Linked DNA regions of Mus musculus: regions 2, 3, 4 and 5 are each linked to region 1. A link is a contact called in public HiChIP or PLAC-seq, Micro-C and promoter capture Hi-C data. All regions are on one chromosome and are shown on one strand. The core of a region is the stretch at or near the end of the contact, and the rest is flanking DNA. Distances in the headings are between cores, read along the strand shown.

The links. Promoter capture Hi-C pulls out the DNA fragments that hold promoters and counts their contacts. Hi-C and Micro-C count contacts between places; a contact is called where the count stands out from the background. HiChIP or PLAC-seq counts read pairs in DNA pulled down with a chosen protein or histone mark.
Region 2: a contact with region 1 is called in an H3K27ac HiChIP or PLAC-seq map of embryonic stem cells, with 7 times the contacts expected there. The contact joins the enhancer-like site here to the promoter of Gfra1 in region 1. A contact is called at or near these places in 14 of 39 promoter capture datasets (the 3T3-L1 cell line, the C10 cell line, cranial neural crest and 9 more), 3 of 15 datasets of contacts at CTCF or cohesin (the NIH/3T3 cell line, large pre-B cells and stem cell-derived epiblast-like cells), 1 of 484 Hi-C or Micro-C datasets (nephron progenitors), 15 of 115 datasets of contacts at active chromatin or transcription factors (bone marrow-derived macrophages, craniofacial prominence, embryonic basal ganglia and 9 more) and 2 of 9 other capture datasets (adipose tissue and embryonic stem cells).
Region 3: a contact with region 1 is called in a promoter capture Hi-C map of neural stem cells. The contact joins the enhancer-like site here to the promoter of Gfra1 in region 1. A contact is called at or near these places in 21 of 39 promoter capture datasets (the 3T3-L1 cell line, 3T3-L1-derived adipocytes, the C10 cell line and 14 more), 6 of 15 datasets of contacts at CTCF or cohesin (the NIH/3T3 cell line, embryonic stem cells, large pre-B cells and 2 more), 103 of 484 Hi-C or Micro-C datasets (3T3-L1-derived adipocytes, the AML12 cell line, B cells and 57 more), 31 of 115 datasets of contacts at active chromatin or transcription factors (the NIH/3T3 cell line, T-cell acute lymphoblastic leukemia, VIP interneurons and 22 more) and 4 of 9 other capture datasets (adipose tissue, embryonic stem cells, liver and 1 more).
Region 4: a contact with region 1 is called in a Micro-C map of muscle stem cells, with 8 times the contacts expected there. The contact joins the enhancer-like site here to the promoter of Gfra1 in region 1. A contact is called at or near these places in 2 of 39 promoter capture datasets (embryonic stem cells and hippocampal neurons), 5 of 15 datasets of contacts at CTCF or cohesin (the NIH/3T3 cell line, embryonic stem cells, large pre-B cells and 2 more), 32 of 484 Hi-C or Micro-C datasets (the AML12 cell line, DN3 thymocytes, the N1E-115 cell line and 16 more), 21 of 115 datasets of contacts at active chromatin or transcription factors (the NIH/3T3 cell line, T-cell acute lymphoblastic leukemia, astrocytes and 15 more) and 1 of 9 other capture datasets (embryonic stem cells).
Region 5: a contact with region 1 is called in an H3K4me3 HiChIP or PLAC-seq map of pro-B cells, with 2.3 times the contacts expected there. The contact joins the enhancer-like site here to the promoter of Gfra1 in region 1. A contact is called at or near these places in 9 of 39 promoter capture datasets (the C10 cell line, cranial neural crest, embryonic stem cells and 5 more), 2 of 15 datasets of contacts at CTCF or cohesin (the NIH/3T3 cell line and pro-B cells), 4 of 484 Hi-C or Micro-C datasets (cumulus cells, embryonic stem cells, long-term hematopoietic stem cells and 1 more), 10 of 115 datasets of contacts at active chromatin or transcription factors (T-cell acute lymphoblastic leukemia, craniofacial prominence, embryonic basal ganglia and 7 more) and 1 of 9 other capture datasets (embryonic stem cells).

The regions. Positions count from the first base shown.
Region 1 is chr19:58,452,865-58,458,685 of GRCm38.p6, forward strand. It overlaps Gfra1 (glial cell line derived neurotrophic factor family receptor alpha 1), which reads right to left and starts at 2,534. Exons shown (of 11, transcript NM_010279.3): 1 at 2,334-2,534; 2 at 1,445-1,730; 3 at 300-593. The coding sequence starts at 1,484. Gm41876 (a long non-coding RNA gene) reads left to right here and starts at 3,285. Exons shown (of 3, transcript XR_877966.1): 1 at 3,285-3,347; 2 at 5,497-5,663.
Region 2 is chr19:57,953,139-57,958,959 of GRCm38.p6, forward strand. All of the region lies in intron 27 of Atrnl1 (attractin like 1), which reads left to right. Among named protein-coding and RNA genes, the nearest start is that of Gm52385, 30 kb to the left of the region's middle. Within about 2 kb of position 3,598, at least 5 of the 459 cell types and tissues checked have an H3K27ac peak or open chromatin away from gene starts, as enhancers often do. A contact at or near this core is called in embryonic stem cells, where this site is marked.
Region 3 is chr19:57,987,823-57,993,643 of GRCm38.p6, forward strand. All of the region lies in intron 27 of Atrnl1 (attractin like 1), which reads left to right. Among named protein-coding and RNA genes, the nearest start is that of Gm32980, 53 kb to the right of the region's middle. Within about 2 kb of position 3,724, at least 10 of the 459 cell types and tissues checked have an H3K27ac peak or open chromatin away from gene starts, as enhancers often do. A contact at or near this core is called in embryonic basal ganglia and neural stem cells, where this site is marked.
Region 4 is chr19:58,013,926-58,019,746 of GRCm38.p6, forward strand. The region is part of intron 27 of Atrnl1 (attractin like 1); the gene reads left to right. It overlaps Gm32980 (a long non-coding RNA gene), which reads right to left. Exons shown (of 6, transcript XR_003952872.1): 6 at 637-5,821. Among named protein-coding and RNA genes, the nearest start is that of Gm32980, 27 kb to the right of the region's middle. Within about 2 kb of position 3,291, at least 59 of the 459 cell types and tissues checked have an H3K27ac peak or open chromatin away from gene starts, as enhancers often do. A contact at or near this core is called in embryonic fibroblasts, muscle stem cells, myocytes and 1 more, where this site is marked.
Region 5 is chr19:58,190,860-58,196,680 of GRCm38.p6, forward strand. No RefSeq gene overlaps it. Among named protein-coding and RNA genes, the nearest start is that of Gm41875, 39 kb to the right of the region's middle. Within about 2 kb of position 3,097, at least 15 of the 459 cell types and tissues checked have an H3K27ac peak or open chromatin away from gene starts, as enhancers often do. A contact at or near this core is called in T-cell acute lymphoblastic leukemia and pro-B cells, where this site is marked.

The DNA of each region.
Region 1 (5,821 bases), core at 1,284-3,783:
CTAAGGAGTCCCCACTCTGATGTTCTAACTAGGTTTCAGGAAGGTCAGTGGGGTCCCAGGGGTGCCCCCACCCCCTCATGGATTTTCCAACAACCAGCTCCAACAATACTGCTCAGCTGCAGCAGAAAACACCAGCTGCCTCTGTCCCTAGAGGCCAATGAAAGGTCCTCATTCCGCAGCTGGGAGAAGTGAGCAGAGGATGAGATCAGCCAGCTTAGCCCCAGTACCGGACTGGACTGAGGTTGCCTCTGGCCTTCTGAGAGGAAGCCCGGCACGCTGGTGGGGGCAGTAGTGCATACCCTGCAGGCTCTGGTACATGCTCCAGTAGATACGCAGACAATTCTTCTCTTTCTTCATGCCCCGCTTGCAGCGGCAGTTGTAGAGAGACTTCTGCTTCAAGGCCTCCATAGCGCTGCGGCACTCATCCTTGGCCTCGAGGCCGGATGTCAGGCTGAAGTTGGTTTCCTTGCCCGCCACGCACTGCCTCAGTGTGCGGTACTTGGTGCTGCAGCTCTGTTCCTTCAGGCACTGATCACTGGCTTTCACACAGTCCAGGCGGTCCCCACCACTCACCTCGGCCGACATCAGCAAATCTACAGGGTGAACAGAAGAACGTTTGAACGCAGCAGACTAGTGGGTACCCTGATTCCAGGTCCCGGGAGGGCAGGGCATGATAGACCTCCACCATCATTCTGAAGGGGCAGATTAGGTAGGAAGCTGGTCCACCCCTCTTCTGGAATTTTCTCACCCCGGGAATACTGCCATCACGCCCCTCCCCGGCTCAACAAGGAAGGTTCCACTGGCTGCCTTAGCGGGATTTGCCGGGGATCCCGCGCAGCCCCAGCGTCCCAAAGCAGAAGCAAGCACTCCTGACCCGCTGGCTGCCCCGCCTCCCCAGGCACCCGAGGCTGCAGTGTCTCCTGGCCAGCAGCGGGCAAAAGGGCACTGAGCTGAACAGCGAGGCTGGGTGCTTGGCACCCTTAGCGCTCTGAACGAAAGGCAGACGAGTGCCACAGTCTGCCCCGCGGGTGCGCAGAGACGTTTTTCCCTTAAAAGTTTTCCATTCCAAGTTTGCTCTCTTCCGACCCCAGCGGTATTTGACCACACTCCACCTGCCGGAGCGTCTCAGGGAGCTCCGACTTCCAAAGGGGAGTAACGCCCTGGGATGGAAGCCTACGACCCCTCAATTTTCCACCAGGCTGGGTTATTAGTTTTTGTTTTGTTTTGTTTCTCACCCCCTTTAAACACGGCAAAATAAAATCAACCGCTCAAAGACGCGCCAGCACTGCTTCCCAATCCCAGAGATTCTTGAACCTCTTCACCCCCTAGCGAAACTTCTTCCACCCACACTCAAGGCACCCACCCGCAATTCTGGAGTGGCTGCCGCAAGGGACCCCCCAATGAAAGACTCTGGATGAGAAAGCCAGCAGCGGTCTCGACTTACCCAGGAGTGGCAGCACGAAGTACAGAGTGGCTAGGAACATGGTGCCGCCGCGCAGCTGGTCCCCGCCCCCCCAAAATCCAAAGCCGCCACCGGATCTCGCGGAGAGAGCTCAGCGTGCAGAGATCCCCGGGCGACTGCGCTCCTCTGGCCACTCAAAGTTAAGCTCCATCCAGGGTGAGAGCAGACTCCCCGTTGCTCTGCCGCCCACCGCCGCCAGGGACTCAGCTCCGAGCGGGCGCGAGGGCGGGAGGCGGACCCGCTTTTAGGGGTTCAGTTCCGACCCAACCTGGAAGGAAGAGCGCGCTTTGAAATGAGAGCCCAGAGTGCTGAAGCCTCCAGCTCCCGCCCCTCTCCCCTCCCCCGCTCCCGCCTCGGGGGACTTCTCAACGCTACCCCCACTCGGGTCCGAGAGCAGGAGGTGCGAATTCATCTATTACGGGCACGAGGAAGCTCCGGAACCCGGGTTCTGGAGCTGGTAAGGTCCGCTAGGGCTCCCAACGTTCAAAGCTGGAGGATATCGCGCACAACCCAAGAGGCTGAACGCAAGCAAATAAATAACCATTACTTTCAGAGCAAGCGCCGGAAGCTAGCTGGCGCTGCCCGGAGTCGGAGCCTCGGTGGCGAAGGCTTCTTAGCCAACCCCGCTGGACCAAGACCCTGCTCCGGCTCCGGGAAGTTGGCCGCCCTCCCTGGCTCTCGCCCGACCACTCACTTGCTGGCTCGATCACTAGCGTTCTAGCTCTTCTGTCCCCGGCCACCGATCGCTACCCCAGTCACCGTCATCCCCTCCCCTGGACGAGCCTCTCTTCCCAGGCAGTCCGGCAAGAGGAAACTGACATCCCGCATCCCGCCTGGTACTGAAACCTGGCTTCTCCGCCCCTACTCCTACCTGCCGCTCATCCTGGGCTCCTTCCTAGACTTCAGTGCTTCACACGCACTTGCCTAGCGCCCGAACTCCTGTGCATCCACACCACTGCCCCGTGAGAGCGAGCTAGTCCACAGCATCTGCACACCCCAGCAGGTGCAGCCCCGCACCACTAGCGCCCCCCTGGCCCCAAAGTTGGAGGACGCCAGCAAAATGGAAAGGGATGGCTGGAGGGGAGGTGGCGATGGGTTCTCAAGTGGAATGAGAAAACTCTAAATGCCACGAACCTGAACCCAATTGACCGGTGTCCAGCTGCAGCGAGTAGCCAGTGTTTGTTTATTTATTCTTTGGGGTGTCCCCGCCTCCTCTTTCTCTTTCCGGCCTCACTTTCTCTGTGCTAGGTAAAAAAACGATGCCACAATCTGCTACAGCTCGGAGGACAGAGTTGGCCAGGACGATTTCCGAGCAGACCTCCCCGCCCCGGCTCGATGCCCGGTAGGGATGTCAGCGGTTATTGGAAGCGGTGGGAGGATAGCATGCCCAGATTGGTTTTGGCTAAAGGCCCCTCAGGCTGCTTCTGCTCCTGCCTCCGGGCAGCGCAGGGCCGGCTCTTCTGTGAAGCGCAGTTCCTCCGTCCGCCACAGCAGACTTACAGGCTGGCTGGCGGTGGGACCCAAGGCCAACAGGCAAGCAGGCTCAGGACCCGCAGCGCTACGCCGCCGCCGTCGCGGAGACTGCGCACCCCCACCCCCTTCAGTGCACAAGGGCTCTTTCTTTAGTGCAACACAGCAACCCATCCAGACCCTTTTGAACACAAAGTTGTTTTTTTTTCTCCACGTCATTCGCGGCTGTGACTCAAGACTTGGCAAGATTCAGACTCACTCAGACCTAAGCCCTGAGCGGCGATCCGGGATGCACCCACCCATTGATAAAATGCTTGTGCGAGCTCATGCACCTCTCTCCTCCTGGTATGACAGCGAGACAAAGCAAAGTCCACCCCAGCCCACTGCACTGAAGTCTGATCAGACCCAGCTTTAGGTAATTTTATAAGATGATTTCCATCTTTACTGTTTCAAGAGTAAATTTTTTTTCAAAAACATTTTATAAACAGAACACATCCACAGCCCTTCACCCCAACTTCAAGGATCGCTCCAGCGATGCTGCTGAACCCCGCTCTCCGTGACACCCGCTGTCCTTTAGGGGTCCAGAGATCTGTCTAGAGTATGTCCGTAGTAGTGTTTGACCGACCAGCTCGCTGCTTGGGGCTTGTGTCAGAGATCTTTTCTATGTCCAAGTTCATCATCTCTCAGGAAAACAGAGTTTGAATCGAATCTATGAGCCCAGCTGTCAAATCTGCAAACCCATCACCACAGACAATGGGCCGCCAAGGAGAACAAAAAAAGAGACGCTCTTTTTTTGATCCAGAGTGTTAATTGAAAAGGGCAAAGGCTTTAGTTTAAGGCGTAAGGGCCGGGAGAAGAGGAGGAGGGATGGGTAGCCCTCCATTCAAGTACACATCAGCCAGGCGTGCCCTTCAGCTGTGGCGGCTGTAGCATTGTTTGGAGTCCTCAAAGAGTCTGTGCCTCTGTGAGCAACCTGAACCCAGGGGACATCCCGCCAGTGCTAGCTCCTCCTTTGCCTTGCACGTGTTCCTCAGGGGCAGGTATGAAGTGTCTGAAGCCTTCGCCAGGAACCCCTCCCCCGGTGTCACATTCAATCACACCAGACTTACACAGATTTCCAGTTCAGTGTATCAGTTTACACTCCGTCGTTGAGTAAACAAAGAAAGCATATGTCACATTTTTTTTGCGACAGATGGTTCGATCCAAGGGCTACTTAAGTTCTTTCTCTAGCGATAGTCAGAAGTCTACAGGGTGGAACTACTGTGGGAGATGGAATTGAGTCTTCCAATCAGTGTCTCTGCGTACAGAAGCAGATTTCCATATTTTCACACCAAGGCAAAAATCTCCAGGAAGTGGATGTTAATGAGAAGACTTAGCTGAAGACTCCCATTGATGCTGAAAACATAAAACCCCCCTCCGTTGTCCTATTTCATAAGTGAGTGGGAATATTTTTCTCTGTCAATTCAGTGCTTTTCTTTGGGGACCACTTTGGGTGGTTGAAGAATAGTTAAGTTTCATTTAAGACACTAGCTAAGTCTATTCCAAATATTTTTTTGTTGGGAAAACACTTGGTTATTCTACTTAATCCTAGGGAGTTAGTTAAAATCTACTTTTAACAGAAAAGGAAAGACTGGTCTAAAGTTCTCTAAATGTGGAATAAAGGACTCTTTCGAAAATAGTTATGGCTTCAAGAATATTACATACCCCTTCTTCACTCTAGCCTTCAATATATGATAAATATATAAATATTTACATAATATATAATAAATATAGATATGGTGAAATTAGACCTTTGGGGTTTGGTTTGGTTTTGAGGGGTTATTAATTTTATTTTTATTTTTGTGTGTGTCCCAGTCCATGAAGGTCAGAGAGAACATCAAATCCCCTGGAGCTAGAAAGTGACAGGTTGTTTTCAGGCTCAACATGGGTGCTGGGAACCAGACTCAGGTCTTCTACAAGAGCAGTAAATAGTCTTAAGTCTTGAGCCATGCCCCCATCTTTGTTTAAAATAATTAATAATAAGGACAATAATAATAAATGCCCACTGTTTGCTACAACTGTGTTGACCAACACCAAAACTACCAGCCTCAGTGTCACTGCCATGAATTTAATTAAAATTAAGTACCAGGTAAGTGTGGTTAGTTCTCAGTGGCACCAACCAATGACTATACATGACCATGGTTACCATATCTGATAAGGCTTACAAAACTCTTCCATAATCACAGAAAGATCAAGAGGACAGCCCTACCCTCTAATGTTGCTGTTAAATTAATAGGCACAGTTTCTATATAGAATAACAGATCATTGTAGGCATCCAGTGAGTGCTTTATTAAGCAATGGCACAATGGGGATTGTGGGGCCATTGGGGGTGGTGAAGGTGATGGAATGTGAGGGAGGTGATGATGGTGGTGATTGGTGGTTGAGTGTGGTGATGGTGGAGGTGGTGATGATGATGGTGGTGATGGTGATGATGTTGATGGTGATGGTGGTGTTTTGTTTTCCTTCCGTGGAAGGAGAAGAACTCTACAATGACACAGCCCATTGAACGTCTGCTCTGTACACAGGATGTGATCAGTGGTAGTAAAGCAAAGGAGAAGAGAAACGGCCATGTCAAATTTCATCCTGTGAGAAGAGCTGTAAACAAAAAGATGTAGTTCATACTCTAGCTTATGACTTCTCAAGGCAGGACCCCATAAGGAAAACCATTGCCTCACGGTCTGCTACCATAAAGGTGAGAGAAATGCACAGCCAGAAAGCCTTAGGAATATGGAAAATAGAAAGTGTGACATGTTCTATTAATTCTGCATCCTCAGAGCTTGTCTTTCCCATGAGCACGGATGTGTCTCAGGACGAAAGGTGACATTGAAATATCAAATATTAATCATTATA
Region 2 (5,821 bases), core at 2,348-4,847, 500 kb before region 1:
CCCAAACTGTCTGAGCAGGGATCTGCTGTCAGCCATTTGCATTGACGTTTTTAGAATATTAACTGTTGATGTACTTCGTAGTGCATGGATCAGTGCACAGGGCTGTACACTGGGGGAATAAAAGGGCGTAAGACAGTACCTATCTCAAGTTCATATGGGTAAGGACAAGATATTAAAATACCTTAATTTCAGTTACTGATTTTAATTAACAGATAGATTGTTAGTTAAATGTTTGCCATTTCTAAGCACTTATGTAATAGTGTAGTTTATGATAAATATCTAAATTTAAGCACAATTAAAAATCTAGATATAGATCAAATTTTATATAGAAACATAGTGAATGAAACTATAGGCATATCAATATCTGTAAGGAAAACATTAGCTTGTTTTTCCCCAAATTGCGTTGGCTAGAGCTGTGTGGAAAAGAAAAGAAGACAAAACTGAATCTGTTCCAAGTCTTATGTAATGAAATTATAAATAGATGCAGAACTTATAATATAAAGAGCTTTAAAATAAACATCTAAAAACAACTAAAAAATGGTCAATATAAATAGTTCACATAAGTGCAAAAAGCCTTTAAACACAAAAATAACTCAAATTCCCTCATTATAAAAATAATAAGTTGAAATTATTGTGTGTCATTAAACTATTTAAAGTCTAGATCTCACAGACTATTTGCAATAAACAGAACAATAGTCCGCAGCATTGTCTGGTTATTAGTCCCATGACTTCACATGGCCAAAGGCACTTGGCAGTTGTCTTAGGGTTTTACTGCTGTGAACAGACACCATGACCAAGGTAACTCTTATAAGGACAACATTTAATTGGGGCTGGCTTACAGGTTCAGAAGCTCAGTTCGAGGGTCTTAATGCCCACACCCACAGTGACACACCTACTCAAACAAGGCCAAACTTCCAAATACCGCCACTCCCTGGGCCAAGCAGCAGTTAGAATTAAAATCAAGTGTACAAGATTAAGATATCCACTGGTTTTCCTGGGTTACATTGATGGGCCTAATGGAATCACAAAATTTTAACAGTGAAAGAAGAATCAGAGGAGAGGGTGGAGTCATGGGAGACAGAAGAGCTATGGGATATAGAGGGCGGAGTCATTGATTCTGAGGATGGAGTCATGGGATTCAGAGGGTGGAGTCATGGGATCCAGGGCTTGGGGTCATGGGAGCAGAGGGTGGAGTCATGGGAGCAAGAGGCAGAGTCATGGAAACAGAGGGCTAAGTCATGTGATCCAGGGGGTGGAGTCATGGGAGCAGAGGGTGGAGTCATGGGAGCAAGAGGCGGAGTCATGGGAGCAGAGGGCAGAGTCATGGGAGACAGATCGCCAATTCTCATGAGCAGAGGGCAGGTTGATGAGATTGCTGGCTGCTAAGAGGGAAAGACCATGAGACTGGAGAGGATGAGGAAACCAGCTTTTACCCAGGCCTCTGGGAGAAACAGCCATGCCGGCATTTTCATTTTGTCTGAATGAGCCGCATCTTGAATTTCTGAAACCTGAACTATGTTTTGTTGTTTCAACCTACTAAATTTTTGACAATTTGTTACCTTAGCAATAGGAAATTGATACAATAGCCTAATAATACAGTTATAACAAAACATGTTCTCTGATGTCATTGGAAATGCAAAGACGTGTTTTACTGTTTATATATGCAGTTGCTCTTAAGTTCCACAGACTTAGCTCAGCCATTGTCTTAAACGCACAAGGCAGGCAAGGCAGCAGGACCAATCATAGATATTGAAGACTGAAAACAACCCAAACATTTCGACATGGTTAAATATCGATGTAAATATGATAAAATGTAGGGAGTCGGACTGGGAGGAGGAGAAGAAGGAAGGGGAAGGGGAAACTGCAGTTGAGATGTAATATATGAGAGAATAAACTAATAAAAATATGATAAAATGTTCTATTTTGTAGCTGTGGAAATAAATATTAACATGGTTTGAATGATCTTGAGTAATAGTATTAGGTGAAAGACCAAGTTGACGAAAATTATGCATCGTATATTGTCGTTTGACTAAAACAGACGGACATATAAACATATATGCACATATTTACTCTTAAAAAATGAGAAAAGACTGTTTCTTGCTTGGCTTTTGCACTTGTTTGTAGGCCTGAAAAGGAAACATGAGTGTCAGAGATGGAATGTCTGCCTCTAAGTGTACTTTGTTTGTGGATACTTGCCTGGGACTATTTAAATCTATTAAAACTATAAAGTTTCATAGATTTGAGAGAAACAATACTAAATGAAAAAGTTAAAATTAATACGTGAACAGATGTAAATATGAATGGATGAGCTCATGGGTTTCTAGCTTAGAGAAAACAGACCTCCAAATTGAGAAAGCATGGAGTTTTTTAAGATGCGTTTGTTCAGACTCCACTAGGACCTCAACTGTAGGGAGGAGTAAAGTGTAGAAGGATACTAAGAGGTAGTGCTCCTCCCTGTGCCAGAAGGCCTCACAGATTGCAGAGGGATTCCTATGTCGGCTCACTGTGTTAGATGTCTCCTTCACTGGCAATTGTAAAGGAAAGCATCGTGGTATTGGAAGCATATGGCAAGGACTAGTGTTGATTTCCTGATACACGGAAGGTAGAGAGATGATGATGATGGTGATGATGATGGTGGTGGTGGTGGTGGTGATGATAATGATGGTGGTCAGTCTACAGGATCTTTCTCTAAAAACCCTGTAACATACATCCAGAAATATGCCTTATGTAGGCAACGTAGATCTTTCTCTTAAGCAAACAAAGAAAAACCCATGGTTTGTTCTATGATAAATTTATGCCTATAATCTACAAAGTGCTTGGCTTTTAAGAATCATATATCAATTGTTCAAAGGACTTGGAAATTGGTTTCACTATGACATTTGCATTTAATGTACTTCAATCATATTCAGCCCTGTACTTTGTCCCCTCCCCCTCTGCTTTCTCTATCCCTGACATTTCACTCTTTCTTTTGTTGATTTCCACTTTCTGTCTACATAATGAGGCAAAGTCTTGTCTCTTTGAGTCTGGCTTTACTTTTCTGAATGTGGGTCACTTGCAGCCATACCCATTTTCTGATTCCAGTGAAATGACTTCATTTCCCTGATGGCCAAATAATTCTCCTTGGTGTGTATAGACCATGTTTTCTTTATATGTTCACCTGCTGATGGATTCCTGCCTTGTCCTGTAATTGGCACTTGAACAGCCCAACAACAACAACCACAACAAACTGTCTATGCTATGCAGGTGTCCCTCTGGGAAGGGACGCTGACCAGGACTGATTAAAGAATAGACTCATTGCTTATTTTCCGTTGCTATGATAGAACACTCTGAGACTGAGATAAGCCAGAGAAGAAGAAGGTTTATTCAGGAATTGTGGTTCCAGAGATATCAATAGGAGTCTGTCACTACCAAGGTCGAGAGCACCACAGCGGGCAGGGAGGAATGGCCCTGGAGCAGCAGAGAGCTCTGGTCTCCACCCACATAAAGGAAGCAGAGGGAAAATTCCTGGAAATTCAGGAGGCTTTGAAAACCTCAAGTCCCGCCCTGAGGGACTATTCAAATGCCAAGACTTCTTAGGACCATCTTATTCAAACACCCAACTCAGGAGGCAGGATCAATCTGTTTCAGAGATTCCACAGAGGCTGGACCTATTTCCTTCCAAAAGAGAGTGAAAGGTGCTGCCTTTCCCCTGCACCACCCCCAGAACCTGCTGCTTTGTTGTTGTAGAAGTTGATGTTGCCTTTCTGCCTGGGGACTCCAGTACAGCTATGGTTTGCATTTCCCTAAGGACTAAAGGGATCACTCTGTTTTGTTTTTTGTACACATTTGTTGCAGCTTGTGCTTCTGCATCTGCAGTCTCTTGTTTCCCTGACCCACTTGCTGGTTGTTACTTGCCTTGCATTGGTTACATTTTTACTTCTTGTGTGTTGGATTCCATTCTGTAGACAGGTAGGTGCTTTCTTCATTCTGCCGTCCGACTCTTCACCCCCATCTTAATTTTTTAAATATTTTATAATCTTTTTAGCTTGATGCGATTCCATTTGATATTTCCTGCCTGTGTGCCTGGCCCAGGAGTTCTGGTCAGAGCACTGCTTCTGCCTAGCTCTTGAGGTTGTCCCCTCATGCTTTCTTCTGAGAGTTTCAAAGTTTTGTGTCTTATAAGAAGGCTTATCCATTCTGAGGCAGGTGTGTGTGTGTGTGTGTGTGTGTGTGTGTGTGTGTGTGTAGTTGTGATCACTGTGCAAGCATGTGCAGAGACCAGAGGTAGACATTCTATGTCTTCTCCTACAGTCCACCATAGTTTTGTAGACAGGGTCTCTCACTGAAGCTACATCTTTCATTTTGGCTAGACTATAAGCTCTCAGGGATCTACATCTCAGCCCTGCCCAAATGCTCAGGGTACAGGAACAAGCCCCATTCAACCAAAATAGGCTTCCTATCACAGTCCCACAGTGCAGGGTATCTGATCTTGGTCCTCACGTTTATGCAGTAGGCGCTTTACCTCCTGAGGCATTTCTGCATCCCCCGGAGAGAATTGTCTTCAGGTGAGAGATACAGATATAGTTTTAGCTTTGAATGTGCCTGCCTAGATAATGTGATAAGAAAAAGCCAATTAAAGATGAAAACCAAATTGAGCAGTTACACTTGTTATTATGGAGATCATTATAGACTGTGAACAATACATGTTCATTTGCCGTCACTAAGACACCCATGGTTCCCACACGGAAATCATCCTTAGCAGAGTTGAAGTAGTTAGATGTACCTACTTTTAAAGGAGCTTTGGTGTACTTTACAGTTGTGTGCATGTAAATGATTGCAAGCACTCAACCAATGTTGATTTTTCCAATACATAGACAAGGAAATGATATATTTATCCAAACCAATGTTTTTGTCTTAGTGTTTTACTGCTGTGAAGAGACACCATGACCAAGGCAACTCTTAATAAGGACAACATTTAATTGGGGCTGGCTTACAGGTTCAGAGGTTCATTCTATTATCATCAAGGCAGGAACATGGCAACATCCAGGCAGAGATGGTGCAGAAGGAGCTGAGAGTTCTACATCTTCATCTGAAGGCCTCTAGTGGAAGGCTGACCTCCAGGCAGCTAGAATAAGGGTCTTAAAGCCCACACCCACAGTGAAACACCTACTCCAACAGCCAACAGGGCCACACCTTCTAACAGTGCCACTCCCTGGGCCAAGCATGTACAAACAGTCACAGTTGGCAATTAGTTTTCACTCCTTTGTGCTGTCTATCCAGTGCCACTGTTATTATCATACACAGAGCATACCATGAAGTTAGTAACATTTAATGTGTCACTGTGTAAGTGAATACTTACAGGTATGATTCATAAATTTCAACATGTCTGCTTATCAAAGAACACATCTTAAAGTTACAGCCAGAAAATAATTTCAATCAGACCTTCTAGCATTAATTAAGTACATTTATGTCTTAAGTGTATTAATAATATTAAATTATATGTGACATGTCTGAACTATTGCCCGGTCATGTGCAGCATGAAACCTACATAACAATAGATTTTACTATTAACTTACAAGCTGATTCTTTAAATATATGAGTTTTATTTTATTAATGAAAATAAGAGAGAAGGGTACTGGCATTAAATGTATTGCCAGTAATTTACATAAAATTACTATATATTTTAATTTTTTATGTGTATGAGTATTTGACTGCATTTATATGCGTTCTCCATGATGTGTGGGATTGTTGCCTACTCAGACAGTCCAGAAGGGCTGGGACAAATCTGCCACTTTATCGAGGCGATACTGACAGCCCTGGTGAGTCAGCCAAGGAGGGTCTG
Region 3 (5,821 bases), core at 2,474-4,973, 460 kb before region 1:
AGGTCTAATTAGCCAATTGCATATGCTTTTGTGGGGACGAGGAGATAATTGGCATTCTAGAGCAGGTAATTAGAAAAGCAATTAGTATCGCCCATGACTGATTGCAAGAATGAGAATTGTCCCCACCAAAATGGTACCAATGTCTACTGGGAAGAAAAGCCAGTCTCTGGGGAGGCAGATGAGACTCGGGAGACTTAATGTGTCTGGCAATATTGGAATGGCGAAGCAAATTGCAGACTGGACCTACCTGGCAACCCAAAAGTCTTCTGGGTCTTTTGGAAACTTTCTGTCCATCTAAAGGGACTGCGACTGGGGCTCCCATGTTGTCAATACTATCCTGCCCATGGCTGTGGCCTTGCACGGCCATCTATGGCACTGTGATCTTCAGGGTCATCTTATCCTGGAAAGAACATTCTAGGGCAGTGCTATGCTCGTCAGGGGCATCCGGTTTTCACACGTTACAAAGCTAGCAGCTCGTTGGGCGCACCGCCTGATTGGGTTTGGTTTTCAACCGCATCTCACCAACCAACTAGGTGTCAGAACTTCTTCCGTGAAATGCTTTAGTGAGCTTGACTGTAGCATCAAGCTTCCTGTGGCTAGCAGGTTTCGTTGCTAAAAATCCCTGCAGGTTTCTTCTCTTGCAATGTTTCTAAGGGCTCCTTGTTATCCAAGAAGTTATTCCATGTAAATGGGGAGGGGCTGAAACATGAAAACGTGTGTTATCTGACAGCAAGTCAGCGAAATTAACTCTCAAGTCACAAGAAAATGAAGTTTACTGAGAACATTGGTGCCCTGAATACCTGAAAATATTAAGCCTGCTGTCAGGCCAGATGGAAATGCCCGAATCCCCACATCACCTGACACATTTCGGAATGGGTACATGCAGCACAAATTACAGAGTGCTTGACGGCGCTGGTGGTAATGGCATTCACTGCTCCTCCCAGAACCCGAGCCCCACTGCTAAAAGGGTTTGGCTGCGTGGGCTGTGCACTGACAGTTGCCTGCAAGAGCTAAGAAGCTGGAGGTCAAGTTTCTAAAAACAGAGCAAGCACACCAGAAGAGCTAATGATGTAGCGTGGACTGAAGAGGGGAGGTGCCTTTGTTGTTTCTCTCTTGGGTTTTAAATTTCTTTGCCCTTACCCAACATTCTTCTTGCCCAGTCTGTCACTTGGTTTAATCAGGACCTCCTGCTCTGTAAGCCCGTGTCAGGGGGTAAAAGTCTAGGACTAGGGGAAAATCTCCCTTGAAGTAGAAAGAAAACGCATGCAAATCTGCTGTAATGGCAGAGATTTAAGAGCTGTCCCCCAATAGAAGATTAAAACCCAGGGAAGGATATCCAACAGAAAGATGCAACCAAGAGCTGGCTTTTGAAATTAGCAATTACTGGAGGATAATATTGAAGGCTTAAAGGCATTAATTACACAAAAGCTAGAGAGTAAACAGACTTTGCTTCAAATGAGTTTAATACAGTCCTCTTACCTGGAGAATTGCAAGTATTTTTATTCTAGGAAATGGCATTTTATGCCATTGAACATTTTTGTGGTTTCATTTTTTCCCAAAAACATGTTTCTAGTATGTCAATGTATGTCCACATGTTCCCCACGTGGATTTGGGCAATCATAGAATATGTGATCTAAGATGTTACTTATTTCCGACGTCCTATCTGTTTCAAGATTTTATTTATTTTTATTTTATGTGTTTGGCTGCATGTATATCTGTGCATCAGAAATATGCCTGGTACCCACCAAGGCCAGTAGGGGGCTTTAGATCCCCTTGAACTGGGGTCTCAGAGAGTTGTGAGCTGCTCTGTGGGTGCTAGGAACCAAGCCTGGGTCCTCTGGAGGAGCAGCCAGTGGTCTTAATCACAGACCCGTCTCTCCAGCCCCTCCCTTTATTTTAATTGGCTTAATTTGGGGGGTTCTGACAGGTACCTGTCATCTTTACTCTCCAGTCTCCCTCTATGTGCATCATGCTCCGCCTGGGGATTCCTTCCGTCAGCGCTGAGGAAGGAATTTAATGTGTGTTCGGACACAGCTCCTCTCACTGTGTGACCTCTCCACCACACAGTATGCTTGCCATAGCTCCCCATGAAGCCACTCACTCCATGAAGTCAGACATCAAGCAAAGCCAGGAGTCTTCCAAGTGTTGACCAGTGACATAGTAACACTCAGAAAAGCATGAGAGTTTTCATCTCAGAGCCTTTTGCTTCCTGTTTCTTTTGGTGGGAATCTCAACACATGCTCTCTGACTAGCCGGAGCCTGCTCAGACACCATCTGCCTGGTTAGTCCTGGCTAAGACAGGCATTTCCCATGCCCCAACTCGGGCCACCACCTCCCCTTCCCTGCTCTTTCCCCCAGGACCTGTGGTTATCTGCCTGTGCCTTCTCTCACATGTGTGAAACATAACATGCGTAGAAGCCTGAGAAATGACGTGCACAGCTGGACAAGGTAGCGAAGGCCTTAATCCCATCACTCAGAGGACACAGACAGATGGATCTCTAGGTTGAGGTCAGCCTGCTCTAAATAGCAAGTTCTAGGACAGGCAGGACTATGCAAGGAGACCCCATCTCCGGAGGTAAAGGCTGCTCTGTGGTTTAGAACCAAGAGCTGGGCCAGTAGAGACATGTATAACCACGCTGAGCTTGAGAAATAAGCTCTGTGTGTCCTTGCTCTCTCAGCTTCTGGGAAGTCTTCCCTTAACAATCCTCTATTGTTTCATCATTTCTTTACATATACATTAATTATATCACATACTTACTCACTTATAGCAATTAAAACATCCAGCAAGATAGCCTGCATTTTTTGTGCAGATGGCTTTCTAGGCATGCTCTCCAGCACCCACAGACATTTTTTTTTAAACAGTACTGGATAGTGAAACTAGAGGCTTGCATGGGATGGACATGTGCCCCACCACTGTTCAACAGCCACACCTGTTTAGTTTCTTTGCTGTTTTAAGGCAGGATCTAGCTAATTTGCACAGACTGGTTTTGAACACACCGTGAAGCCTAACCTAACCTTGACTTTATGACCCTTCTGCTTAGGCTTGTGCAGTAGGTAGGATTATAAATTGGGCCACCAGTTCTGGCTCTTAATCCATTCTTAACAAAATTAACTTTTTTTCTTTCACTAGCAATCTTTGTGCTATGTTACACACAACCATAAAATCCTTCTCTCTGACTTTCCTGCCTAGATTGTATTTATTTGAGTCTCTGGAATTACCCTTTCTAGATAGTTTTTAGATTCATCCCCAATTCTCCATATGAGACAATCTTTACTTTAGACGTAGTCTTGATCAACTGACCACATATTCCATATTCGCTGAAAATAATTCGCCCTCGGGAACCAAAGCACCCTCCGAGCAAAGTCAGGAACTTGCTGTGGTTCCCGGGGCAGGAGTGTGTGGTGCCTGTGTTTCCGATGTTGTTTGCCCTATACAGGAAAAGTAAGGCCTGTCCTAGCAGTGACCCTTTGTTCTGTGGCCCAGTCCTCAGAATAGCATTGCTTTGCTGAGGGCTATCATGTGGACAAGCCACAGCTTCCCTTCAGATTTATTCCAAAGATCCCTCTGAGAACATTGCTTCGCAGATGATCTCATCTTGCCTCAATAATGTCCCCAATCATCCCATATACAATCCAAATGAGTAATCAGGGGTTATGCAAATGAGACTTTATCATCCTCTGGACCTCTGGCATCCGTAAGGGTCCTTCATTCTCATTGAGTTCAGGCTAGCTATTATCCCCGTCTCCCGAGTGTGCAGTGGAACAATGTCCGTCTTTCTTCCGTACACTGTAGAGTCCAGAACTGCACTCATTTTCCTTCTCTGTTGTTAGGATTAGATGCATCATTCATCTATAATCTGAGCTCCACAATAGCTGCAATCACCGTGTCACTGGCCCCTGAAATGAGTTCTTAGATTCAGCAATCACTGCACTATCAACATATATTAGGTGTAGTATCCAAGTCTTTCTGTTGAGAATATTGCCGATTTTCCTCCTACGGCAGCATGGTGAGTGAGTGGTGAGTGGGATCATAGATGTCTAAATTAACTTCCAGTGCAGCGCCCTGTCCCATTGCTGCCTCCTCACTACATTGGCTGCATTTTACTAGGGACAAGCAGAAGCGCAGATGATCCCGCATATCGTCAGAGCCCTTCCGATAAAGAAGAAGGCGTTATGAGTTAAAATATAATTGTTTTTTTTGTCTTGATTCATCTCATATTTAGCACTCTACATTTTTCCATTATTCCAAAAACGAATTTTAAAAAGATATGTTTCTGTTACATGTTTAAAAGAGATTCTGTTGTTTCTGCTGCTGTTTAGCCTTGAACTTGTGTATTGCATCTATTTGTTAGGTTTAGGTTTAAAAAGGATAAATACAAACATCTAAACCTTCACAAATTATAGCGGAGATATCTGTTTTCAGTTTGAGAAAGTGGTTATTTTAGTGGTGAGTTAATATGATTCTCTAAAAGAATTCTTACTTATTCTTACTAAATTAACCACTTAGAACAAACTTTACCAGGAAGAAAATTATTATGTAATCAATCATGTTCAGATACATAGGAGAACTTTTAAGAAGTACTCTAAAGAAGAGGCTTAAACATTTTTTCACCATTGCCACAAAATAACAATTGACCATTTTGAGTGGTCTGCACTAAGCTGATTGTAAAACGGTCTCTGTGGTAGTCTGAAACAAAAATACAGTGTACAGAGACTGTAACTGACGGCTATTCATTATCTGTGCCCCCACTGACTAGTTTTTGGTCATAGGTTATGCCAAAAGAAATGTCATCTTTTATATATTTTTCTTCGACACAATTGTGTAATAAAGTTATCCTGTATTTGAAGACTTTCGTACCGTTGTGGAAATCAACTGCAGGTTACTGCTATGGCAGAGGTTGGGAGCCTAGCCATGATGACTATTATTATTAATCTGTGTTAGAGTGACCTCATCGCCCTTATGCTATTACCCACAGTGAACGAGACATGGCTACTTTGCACTTTGCAAAAATGACTTTTAAGACACTGAGAGCCCCGTTTGGTTTGGTAACTAGAAGCTTGAGGACCGCTTGGTTTTAACGAGCATGTAGAAAACAGCGGATGAAAAGCAGCCATAACCTCAGAGTCATCTGAAGGTGCACCACAGGCCAGTTGTCAGTACACTCCCGTAACGGCCCACCCACTCGTTCATCAGACCATCGACTGGACAGCGGCTGCTCACTGTCTTTAAGAGGTGCGACCTCCTGCTCCTGTAGGAAACAGAATTAGCTTTAGAATAAAATCAGCATGGGTGGAGAGGAAGAGGAAGATCTCATGGGGTAGAGATTCTTCAAGGGGAAAAAATGTTCTAATGACAGTTGTACAGCTCTGTGTGTGTGTGTGTGTGTGTGTGTGTGTGCTGAACAAATGAATGAGCTATGCATGCATATTTTACATAAGTGAGCTTTACGGTATGAGGATTTAATGGAGGGCTATTGGTGGGAGAAGATAACAATATTATAATGATATTGACCGTAGTACTGCTAATCACCCGGTGATGGGCAGTACTGAAGTTGTCAGCATCAGTTCATGAGATAGTCCTGAGAACACGGGGCCTCTAGGACCTGGAATTAGCATTCGTGCTCCTGAACCTGCAACAATGCTCAAGCCCGGTGATATTCATCCTTCTTTAACTCTGAGTTACAAAAAGTTACACATGTATCAAAAGAGCTTTAGTGCTCTTTGTTATAATAATGTATCACCTAGTAGTTAAATGTATCTTTCCTAAAACCTGAACGTTTTTCTGTCTAACCACAGTACAGCTATCAGCATTGAGAAAATG
Region 4 (5,821 bases), core at 2,041-4,540, 440 kb before region 1:
ATTTTAAAAGAGATGGATATTTTAAAGAGATTGAAATTTTAAGAATATGTAAAGGCTGTGGGACTTTTAAAGTTATTTAGATCTTGGGGATGAATAAGATTGTAAGGGTTGAGGCTTACTAGTGATGTTTTTGTGTGTCAAGTTGACAAGGGGTCAATTGTACTGGCTAATTTTGTGTCAACTTGACACAGCTGGAGTTATCACAGAGAAAGGAGCTTCTGTTGAGGAAATGCCTCCATGAGATCCAACTGTAAGGCATTTTCTCAATTAGTGATCAAGGGGGAAAGGCCCCTTGTGGGTGAGACCATCCCTGGCTGGTAGTCTTGGGTTTTATAAGAGAGCAGGCTGAGCAAGCCAGGGGAGGCAAGCCAGTAAAGAACATCCCTCCATGGCCTCTGCATCAGCTCCTGTTTCCTGACCTGCTTGAGTTCCAGTCCTGGCTTCCTTGGTGATGAACAGCAGTATGGAAGTGTAAGCCGAATAAACCCTTTCCTCCCCAACTTGCTTCTTGGTCATGATGTTTGTGCAGGAATAGAAACCCTGACTAAGACAATCACTTTCTGGAATTATATAAACATCAGATCAAATAACTGAATGATTAAATTATTAAGCCTTCTAAAATTCTAAGGAGCAAACATGAAAGCAAAATTTGAAAATCGGTTAATATTTCAGAATCCAGAATAAGTTATCCTAATTATCCATACAGGAGAGGATACCATGGTTATGTGATCAGCAATGGTAATTTTCCTTTTTCTTCAAATATGGTTTTAATCAAAGACATTTCTCAAAAATTGTCATTGTCTAAAATCAGAGTGTTAGTCCCTTAATCTTTTTTTGTTTTGTTTTTCGAGACAGGGTTTCTCTGTGTAGTCCTGGCTGTCCTGGAACTCACTCTGTAGACCAGGCTGGCCTCGAACTCAGAAATCCACCTGCCTCTGCCTCCCAAGTGCTGGGATTAAAGGCATGTGCCACCATGCCCGGCTCCCTTAATCATTTTTATATGGGCCCACTGAAAATGATTTGAGGGTGAGAGTGTTGAAATAGGCTTTTTAATCAAAGTCTTCATTTTTCTACCTTTTATGTTTACCTAGAAAAATTAAATCCCTTCTAACATAAGAGACAAAAAGAAAAAATTCTATGAAGATTTTCCATGGACCAAGTTAAGACTTGGCATTAAGTAAGCTCACTAGTCCACAAACTCTGCTGCCGTTTATCCTATTTAGTAGTTAGATTCCCGGGCACACACCCATGACGGCCTGTGACGGGCTCTTTCCTTCAGTCCTTCAGACTTTAGCTTTGGTTTCCGCTCTATGTGTCTTCTCCCTCTGAATCTGTGGTAACACAAACATGAGCTTATCTGGGCTCTAACGAAACTCCCGCATGTCCTTGCCTGCAGTTTCATCAGAGAGGGGCTATTTTATAACTACTTCTGAAAGAAAACGCTCTGTTCATTACACAGCCCCCATCTCCACTCACTCCCTGTAGCTGCTCCATTAGTCTCTGGAAATTGCCTTCCGTCTTATTGCTGCCCAAGGCTTCTAAGTGCTTGTTTAGAAACAAATTTTAAATCCAAGCTAAAGTGCAAGATTTATTTGATTTTAAAAAAATTTCTTTGACCATGTGCCAGTCCTTTACCTCAGTTTCTGTGAATAAATGCCCAAACCCTAAGGCTGAAATTTGGGGGGTGGGAGGGTATCGGGCTTTTGTTTGGGCTGAGATGCCACAATCTGCCCCGTGTCTTGTCTGTTACCTTCCTTAAACCGGACTCATCTGGATGACAGGTGGAGCCTGTTTGCTTCTGGATGCGGTGAAGTGCCCTCATTTCATGAAGGCTTTAATGTCCTATTCTATCAACCGTATGTTAGTCTGCTTTCTGTTTTCAGGAAAGTCTAGCAATTTGAAGTAGTTAACACAAGGTGACTGCACTTGACTTAGCTTTGCTGCCCCCAGTCTGATGGCTCTCACGCTGCAGTGTCCGGGAGTGGTTTATTAAAGCCACTTGATGTTCCTCATGTCCCAGTTGGCAGGAGACTGATCCTCCCTCTCTGTGTCTTACTTGTCTTGGCTGTAGTAGTTTATACCACTGGTAACTCTCACACCATGCCATCCACTAGTGTCTATTACAGACAGCAGAGAACCTTCCAGACCACTTCGGTTCCCCTTGTCCTTAGCCAGCTTAAATACTGCACACACTCGGAGTTGCAGAGCGTTTTTGACTCTCTTGCCTTCCTTACCGTGATGTCACTCGTTCGGTTGACTCTCTGGTCCTAAGACCTTTACCCTGCCAACATGGAAGCTACCATGTAGCCCTGACAGAATTTAGTTAGCGACTGGAACATGAGATCCATGTTCTCCTTCACCATTTCAGTGTTGGGTTTAAATAGATGTCATCTCCATGCAGATAATTCACTCTACTGTAATTAGTGGGGTTTGTTATTGCAGAATAAAGTGATCAACTTTTTAACCCTCATATGAAGGAGAACATGTGGTATTCATTCTGGCTCACTTCACTTACCATAGCTCCCTCGGAGTTCTGTTTTGGCGTGTGCCACAAATGAGAAGATCTGATTCTATTTTTAGGACTGAATAATGTTCCTCTGTGTGTGTGTGTGTGTGTGTGTGTGTGTGTGTGTGTGTGGTGTGGTGTGACCATCCCTTGAGTACTTCCAGAAAGGCATCAAACAATGTGCTATCTCATCTTTATAAAATTAGTTTGCCTCTGAATTTCTTGGGTTGTTAGACATTGGGACTCTGTGTTCAAAGAGCAGCAGGGAGCTATGCAAACCTCCCCACAGATTCCTCTGCAGCACTGGATGTGGTAAGCACCCTGGCTGTTCTCCAGTGTCATATGACAGGTCATAGCCAAAGTCAGAGTCCTGGGAGAGTGTCCCAGCCTTTGGGGGACCTCCAAAAAAAGTCTGCAAATTTGACAACATGACCTACACTTCATTTTCTACAGAAAGTCTAAGGTAAACTTCTGAGGCAAGAGCCAAATAATCAGAGCAGAGGCTACAGCTGCACAGGCCACACCCTGCTCACTGGTTCTAGACAGAAGCATCCTAGCGCTGGCCTGTGCTCTGAGGTTTCACAGCTTAAATAGGCATTACTGATGACTACAGCTAGTGTGTTATCCAGGGATACACATACCAATTTAGCAGAGAATGCTGGCAGGCCTCGAGATGTCTCCGGGATTATATTTCCTATATTTTATTGAATCAGTCTGAAGGCCCTTGGTCAGAGGCAGAGCACTGGTTGGTGTTAACGTTGATGATCATCCAAGTGAATGACCACATCAGGAGTCTATTGCGCAATGTGGTATGGGTTTCACTCCACTTATGAACAAAAGAATCCTAACAACATCCTAACAGCTGTACCAGCCTGCCGCCTGGGATACATATTACATCAGGGAGGAATGAGAGTCCCCTTGTCAGCATGAGGGCTTCCGTGTACCACTTGTTGGCATAGATGGGAGATGACATAAGAACAGAGACAGTTGTCAAATCCTGACACGAGGAAAATTCCATTCGGTGAGCATGCAGGCCATCAGAGAAGAACCTTTACTGAGGCTAAAGCAGTCATCACAAGTAAATCATGGCTGAAGACTGTGGAAGCAGGAGGGCTGCCTCTGAGTAGAGGATCCCAGAAATGGTTCTTGCTCAGCACCCAGAAGTCAGCTAGTGGGAACTGCAGCAGCACAACAGGTGGGACAGAAACACGGACAAAGGCCCAACTTATGGAGACGCAGGGAGCCAGGCTGGAACAGGCCTGCACACAGCTGTTAAGGCTCTGTGGAAATGCGCTGTGGAGAGTGGAAATCAGGAATATAAGGTGGAGATTTTTCCCAGCCTGTCAATGTTTCACTCAAAAGGACATTTCAATTCCAGTGGAAGGTTTGACTACACCCATGGCTACACATGGCCCATGCTTCTCACCCACCACATGGGCTGCCACCAGCTCTCTACCTATTTCTGTTGTGCTGGCTTTCTAATATCTTGATGTTTCTTTTAAATTTTTCATAGTTGAGTATTCTTAATCTCAAATCCATCATTACATTCATCTCACTACATTTTATTACTATTTGAGCAGTTTGGGGGATTGTCTGTGAGTCCAACCTTCACACGAGTGTATGAACAGCAGCAACCCCACCACCACCACCACCCTGACTCCATGTAGCCCCTGTGGGTAGTGAGACACACACAAGTGTGTCAGCCCATGAGTCATGCATCTGTTTTCCAAGATTCACAAGAGCATCAGTAAATTTCTTTTGTAAAAAAAAAAAAAAAAAAAAGCAATATATTGTTAGCCCTCTCCAAATTCCTGCTGTAACTAGAGACTTCGATGCATGCGTATGTACAATGCTGCTTTTCTGGTATCAAAGCCGCACTGTTCCATGTGAGCATTATTTCATAGTCCTCCTCACTGCACTTTTCTTATCCACACAGATATCACATAAGGACCCCTGAGTGACTATTTACAAGTATTTCGTAAATGAAAGTGGTGTGTCACATAGCATTTAAAGGGGGATGCAAGAAATGACATGACATATATTCCTTTATCATCGTAAGTTTCCCTATTCAAAGAGCCTGGGGGGCTGTGCCACTCCAGAGCTGAGGGCATCAGAGGTTTCAAAGTGGGGATGGAACAGATTGCGAGCAGAGACCGGCAATGGGAATAAAGCTAAGAAAAAATTAAACAGCAGGATGGGTAAAGATGACTTTAGGAAAGTCATCTATGTTAGATGACCAAGATTTTGTAGTTAGATTTGTTTGGTTTTTGTTGTGATCAAGTTTATTTTGCTTTCCATTTTGTGATTTCTTCAGGAGATTTCTTGTAGACTTTCTTTTTTAAAGTTTAAAAATAATCTAGGAAGCAGAGCACTGAGGGTTTGCAGCTGAGCAGCAGGAGCCTGGGTCTCTGCAGCTCCTTCGCTCCTCAGTGAGCATTTCCTGTAAGCCGAACACAAGCCACAGTGGCCCTCTGTCTTATGCTGCTGGGAACACTGCCTCAGAAGGTGCTGGGCCAGGTTTGCTCTGCTCTCTCTGCGTGGTACTGTGGACTTCAGAAGGTAAGATAGAAAAGAGTGAACCTAGGGCCTTGAAGGAGCTCTCTCGATGGCTCAGCCTCTTCTCTGCTCGTTCTGGGGTAGCTTCTGGGCCAAGGCTTCCTTAATCCCAGCTCTGGATTTAATGAAATGAATGCTTTGTAATTTCAGCTACATTGTAGCAATTCCTTTTCATCACAGTCTGACTGGGTTTATTCTGCAGTAACTTCAGTAAGTGCTAATTACTATGTAACCAACTGAATCTACAAGACAAGCCTTCATTTTACTGCAAAACCTGCCACCTTCATGTTGCCCAAAGCCGACGTCTCCAGCAGCACATAAGCAATGGCTAGGATGTCATAGGACCTTGATAGATATTTAGCCGTGGATGTACAAGTGAACAGACGAAGGGGTTTTAGTGAAACTGAATTCATTCCCTGAATTATGAATACGTAGAGACAGCTATAACCAGGATAAATTCTTTTTGCTCCTTACATCCTTGGCAACCTCTGAGGTATGATTTGAGCCATCTCTTCATTAGGAATTCAACAAGACCAACTTTCTCATTACGTGGGGCAGCACACTGAGTAATAGGAAATCTGGCTTGGCTACAGTATCGTGCACAACGGCCATGGTCAATAAACATTTATTGAATGACTGTCTTGTTACCAAGACTCTGCAGCATAGCGGCTTCAGTCCGACCATCTGCTTGATTGGGATGCCTGTGACAATAATGGTTCATACTGGGTGCATGTTCTCCAGTGCCCAAAATTCAAGAGA
Region 5 (5,821 bases), core at 1,847-4,346, 260 kb before region 1:
GGGAAGTATCCTGCATAGGCTCAGGCATGAGAACAGTTTGGCCTCCTGTCCATAGCACTCTTTGGGAAGGGTATGTAATCTTTAGGAGGCACAGCCTTGCTGGTGGAAGTACCTTATAGGTGGGAGTGGGGTGGGTTGAGGGTTGGGGTAGCATAGTGGGTGGGAAGGCAATTTTGAGGTTTTATAGCGCAGCACAGTTTTTAATTCTAGTTCTCTGTTTCCTGTGTGGGGTGAAATGTGACCTCTCTGCTTCCTGTGTGGGGTGAAATGTGACTTCTCTGCCCACCCTGTGTATGAATGAAATTTGACTCCTCTGTTTCTTGGACTCCAGGCTGATATGGTGTCCTGCTGCCATACCATCCCCACCATGATGAACTGTATCCCTCTGAAACTCAGAGCCAAAACAAGCTGTTTCCTCCTCGAGTTGTTTTTGTCAGAGTGTTTTTACCACAGCAGCAAAGTTGGCCAGCTCATGTGATGGCTAATCTTCCTTAACAACTTGACTGGACCTGGAATCAGGTGCCATAAGCCACTGGGCCAGGGATGAGATTTCCTTGACCAGATTATTTGAAGCTGGAAGACACATCCTAACTGTGACTGGCACCTTCTGGGTACAGCTTTGCCTTTTGCCCTTTTGCCTTTGTTAAACTGATAAGTCCATCTACTCTGCGCACATTGTGCTGTGAATTTATCTCCGGATGCAGTGGCCTCTCTTTACTGACACCAGAATCCAGTTTCTTTTGCTGTTCACGGTGGACACTGTTTCTCCATTAGTCTTCCAGACCTGCTACTCCTGACTGGGTCTGCTGAGGCATTCAGTCTTCCCAGCCACTGTAAAGTGAACAATAGCCACATTATGTATGCAGATCTAAAAATAAATCCTATTTTTAATATATTTCATTCTATCTATTCTATTCTCTTACAACCTTGAATAATATACCTGGTTTTATGACTTTTTTTGAAGTCACTGCTTTCAACTAGATTATGACAGTATCCTGTCTGTGTTGGTGTATTCCACACGATATACACAATAAGTATTTGCTTACATATTGGACCTGATGTTCCCTAAGCTTCTGGGATTTGTAGATTTATATTTTTCATCAGATTTGGGGGGAGGTTAACTATCATTGTTTGAAATATTTTGTGTGTTTCTTACCTCGGAGACCTTGATGCACTGCACAGCCACTGTTTGTTTTCATCCGTCTCTGTCCCCTTGGCGCTTCTTTGTGGAGATTTTCTACTGTTCCTTCATGAAGTCAGCCAATGTCTGTGCTGTGTCGTCGGTTGTTGATTCTGACCAGCATGTCTTCATTTTGACTGTAGCCATCATCTCAAGAAGTTTGGCTTGGGTCTTCCCACAATCCATAGCTCTCCTGGTTGCGGGGATGTAATGCCATCCTCTTTAATGTCCTTGGCTTTCAGCTGTGTCCGCGTTAGTCTCTGTCTGCTGTTCTTGCTTCTTTGCTTCCTGTTGCTACTTTGCATTTATTTTTGTTGGAGGCTAGACATTGTGTTCTTCTCTTGGTTTAGTACTGGATGCTATGAGCTCCTTCCACAGCTTTCTGCCCTGTGGCTGCTTGTCTAAGACAATATCCAGCTCTAATTCTGAGCTGAAAGATCCAATGTAAGGAAACCAGGTGATGTTTCAAGTGATTCTCAGTGGCAACCTATCTGGTATATTACAGACACCAAGTTAAGTGTTTGGTAAATGGATGATTAAACAAAAATTCAGATGCCCCTTTGTTTTAGCTGCCCACTGTGTAGCAATTTGCTACCAAATGTAATCACTATTTTAAATGGGGATTTATTATATTTCATAATTATGTGGCTTCACTGAATTCACCTGTAAGTCCTTTTGCTAGTCTCCTACTAAGGTCATGCAGATGGTTGCCATGAGATGTGTCATCTGGACTCCAACTGGAATGCCAGATGCTGAGTCTCCCCACCTCCCCATGTGATCATGTGGTCTTCTATGCACCGTGTCTCCAAAGGCAACCTCTAGCATGGCAGGCTACACCCCACACTCACTCCTCAGTCTTTCTCAGGCACTCAGATTCCAGGAATTTGTAGAGGTTAGTCCTCTATGGCCTAGACCTGCAAACGGGTCAGCATTACTTCCCCGGTCTTCTGTGGATCGTGAGGACTCGGCATCCACCCTGACGCAAGAGAGGGAGCTGAGGACCTCCTCCATGCTCCACATCTTAAATGCACCGAGTCCATGAAGAGGTGCTGATGTGCTTTTCCGCTGAAGGACTTTGTTACTAGAAATCCAGTGGTGAGGCCAGAAGGGCTCCTGCTCTCAGCTATCATCACCCTCTCCCACTCTGTAACTCTCCAGAGACAAAGCTTCCTATCTGGAGAACCCAGCTCAATGTTCTAAACCAATGAGATGGCAGTTAATATTTTACTCTTAGAGACTTGTACAACAGAATTCATGTGTGTGTGTGTGTGTGTGTGTGTGTGTGTGTGTGTGTGTGTGATTTTAGATCCTACTTTGCCCCAAACCATCACATTTAGAACTCCTGGTATGAGGCCAACCTTTCCTTCCCCCCTGCCCCCGCCCCTGGATCTCTCTCCTCTCCTTCTCTTCTTTTTCTTTTCCCACTCTCTGTCTCTGTCTGCCTCTGCTCTGTATCTCCGTGTGTCTCTGCCTCTGCGCCTCTCTCGAGTCTTTGTCTCTCTGTCTCTCCTTTTCTCCCCTCCCTTTAACTGGGCTCACAAACTTGCCTTAAATCTGGAATAGCTTTTAATTTTTTTCCAAAAATATCCATCTCCTCTTTTTGACTAATGCATGCTTCTTAAGTCCTAACATAACTTGGATAGTTAGCCATTCTGCTACAAACAAAAACAAAACTATAAATACAATTGTTTTAAGACCAGAAAAGGAAAAGTGCTTGTCAAATGTTAATTGGGGGAAAGTGCTCTCCATCCATGTCTAAATCTATGGTAACCGAGGGGCGTGGGGGTGTTGAAAGCCACTGAGCTCTGTTTTCATATCCCTCCCACCATCGTGGTTAAGAACTTGAGACTGACTTGTCAGAGCTGATGCTAAGCAGAAACCTGATGGCCCCCAGGAGTTCTGGGTCTTCAGTTTCATTTCCTCATCCCTGCCCTAGAAGATCATGGCTTCCTTAGACCTGGATGTTTACGATGACCCCCAGTCTCTGCCTTTCTCTCTCTGGGGTCACCAGAAGTTCAGTTGAGCTGAGTGGGGAAAAAAAATCACACATTTCTAACTTTCTGTTTTCATTGTGAAGAAAGACCTGGGCTTCAGCACTGTCCCTGTATCCCCAGACTCCATGGGTGAGCCACAGAAATGGCAATGTTCCTGTTCTGTGAAAAGCGAAAGGAACACGTCTATTCTCATGTAAAGATCCACATATCAGCCAAGCCCCTTTCCCTGGGGAGAAGATAATGAATGAATTGGATCTGCTTAAACACAAGTTGTGAGCACTCTCATACCATTCAGAGCCATCATAATTCCTCAAAGTTGGCATGAAAATGGGACAATAGCATAAGTGAGAAAGAATTAGGAGAGGGAGCCCATGCTACCCGAGGTCTACCCTACCTTCAGTTTGATACCTTCAGCACTTGGACCTCCTGTGTGTCCTTGGTAAACACAGGAAGTCCCTTTCCAGCCACATCCCCACTTTCTGACCTCCTTCCGTTGATCTAACACATTCGTATGACGCCTGATACTTTCTGCTAGATAAGGCTTTGAGCTATTTTTTAAACTGAGCACTTATGCTGATAAGAGTCATATTTTTCCCATCTGTATTTTCAACATATTGCCAGAGGGACTGGGCAGGAGATACGTTTTTTGAACAAAACAGAATACTAAATCGAGGCAATGGATCATAAGCCTAAGCAAGGAAGCTCTGCCTTCACCATCCAATAAAAAAGGTCAGTAGACAGAGAGATGGAATGGCAAGAGAAAGGTTTAATAATGCGGCCATCACAGAGCTCAGTCAGGCTTTTCTTCCTCTTCCTGGCCCTGCAAAGATAAAGTCTTCATCAGAGCACAGGAAATATGCCCAGGCCCACCCCCACGGCTGCGGTTCTGGGGAATGGATCACAGCAGCTCTGACTCTGATCTCCTAGAAATCCATCAAACTTGTCTCTCCAGGGCCTGGGCTTGAGTCATTACCACAGGAGGAATGGTGAGGTGTCCATGTGTTAGCCTTTTATGTGCCTAAAAAATAGTCACTGCTTCATCTTCCCCAGCAAGCCAAGCGTTCCGCCAGCTCTAGGACCTTTCCTTCATCGTCTCTCTTGCCATGGTGGAGGCAGTGGAGTGGGGAAGAATGGCCCATAAGAAGTCCTCACTCCTTGATTGATGGCCTATGAAGAACTGTCTCAGGAATAAAGTCAGGGGTGAGAGAATCTGCAGTTCACGTGTCACACCAAAGCCTTTGCAGTGACACGCACAGGAACTCAGACAGAATCGAGTGGGCAAGCTCACCCAGGTAGGGCAGACCAGTGCATTGGTGCCTTCCCTGCCTTGGCCTTTTGGATTATCCTTATGTGGCAGAAGCATCGTCCTCACTTTGGCCCTATTGGAAGTGGTAGAAAGCTTTAGGGGTGGGGCTTGTGGGAGGTTCTAGGTGGTCATTGGGGATTTGCTCTTGAGGAAGACTGGGATGCCAGTCTCTTCCTCACCTCTGTCCTTCATAGCTGGACCATCACATGAACAGTTTTCTTCCATATGCTCCTGGCCAAGATATGCTAACAGCACAGGTGCTAGTCTGTCCTAAGTTGGCTTGCCAACTGCCAAGGACTTAATGCTGCCAAACTGTGAGCTGAGGCAAACCTTCCCTCTTTAGATGCTCACCATTTGGGGGATTTTGTTACAGTAACAGAAAGCTGGTGAATATTTTCCACTATCATTCACATGACAAAGCTTACATTGTGAAACCCGCCCATTTTTTTTCAGAAGTTAAGGTCATGATTAACTGATTAAAAAATTAATTCAGCAATGATGTTAGTTGTGAATTACCTCTTATAGTTCAGATGCTGCTGTTGGGAAATTGGTGGATCAAATAAGCAATTTTTTTTTAATCTGCAATAGTTCAGAGTCTTATAGTGGCTTAAATTCATGGGTTTACATAATCATTGAGCAGCAATAGCACACAATACTGGTAAATTAGCTCCTGTCTTCAGCCTAACTGACCTTTCTGACACCTCTAGATTTTGTTCAGATTTTCCCCACTCTATCCTACTGGTTCTCAACTTTATGCAATGTTTTATTTAATATGTCATGCAAGATATTGGTCTTCAGCCCAAATTGCAATTTGACTTTATAACCAGTTCTCTGAATAGCTGGACAAGATGTCTGTGTTGGAGTTTACCTCCACTCCTAATTCTTGGAAGGATATGGCACAATTGACCCTTGTGGATACATCTACAACAGTACTTCCCCTTCCAATAGAAAATTCTTCACTTCTCTCCTCCAAGGGCTTTGGTAAAATATAACAGCTATTTCTCCCAAATCAGTCTGTCAGCACTAACTTACATGTTAGCATACATCTTAAACGTTACCAGGAATCTGGGTCTACTGAAGCAATTGCCTATGAAGATTTTAGTTCCTCCTTTACAAGGTCTACGTCTTGCCTGGCCTTCTGGTGCTTGGTGGGTAGTGCAGCTCTATCATGGGTTATAGGCCAGCCTTATTAAGGATGGCTGCACCTAAGCTGGTGAAGAAAAATGTAGACTTCTATGCTTACTTTGAAGCTTGAGTATCCTGTGCAAGATATTCCACAATGGTTGATTGTAATGATAAGACTACAATTTATAGTGTATTGAGAATCATTCCAGAGGCCAG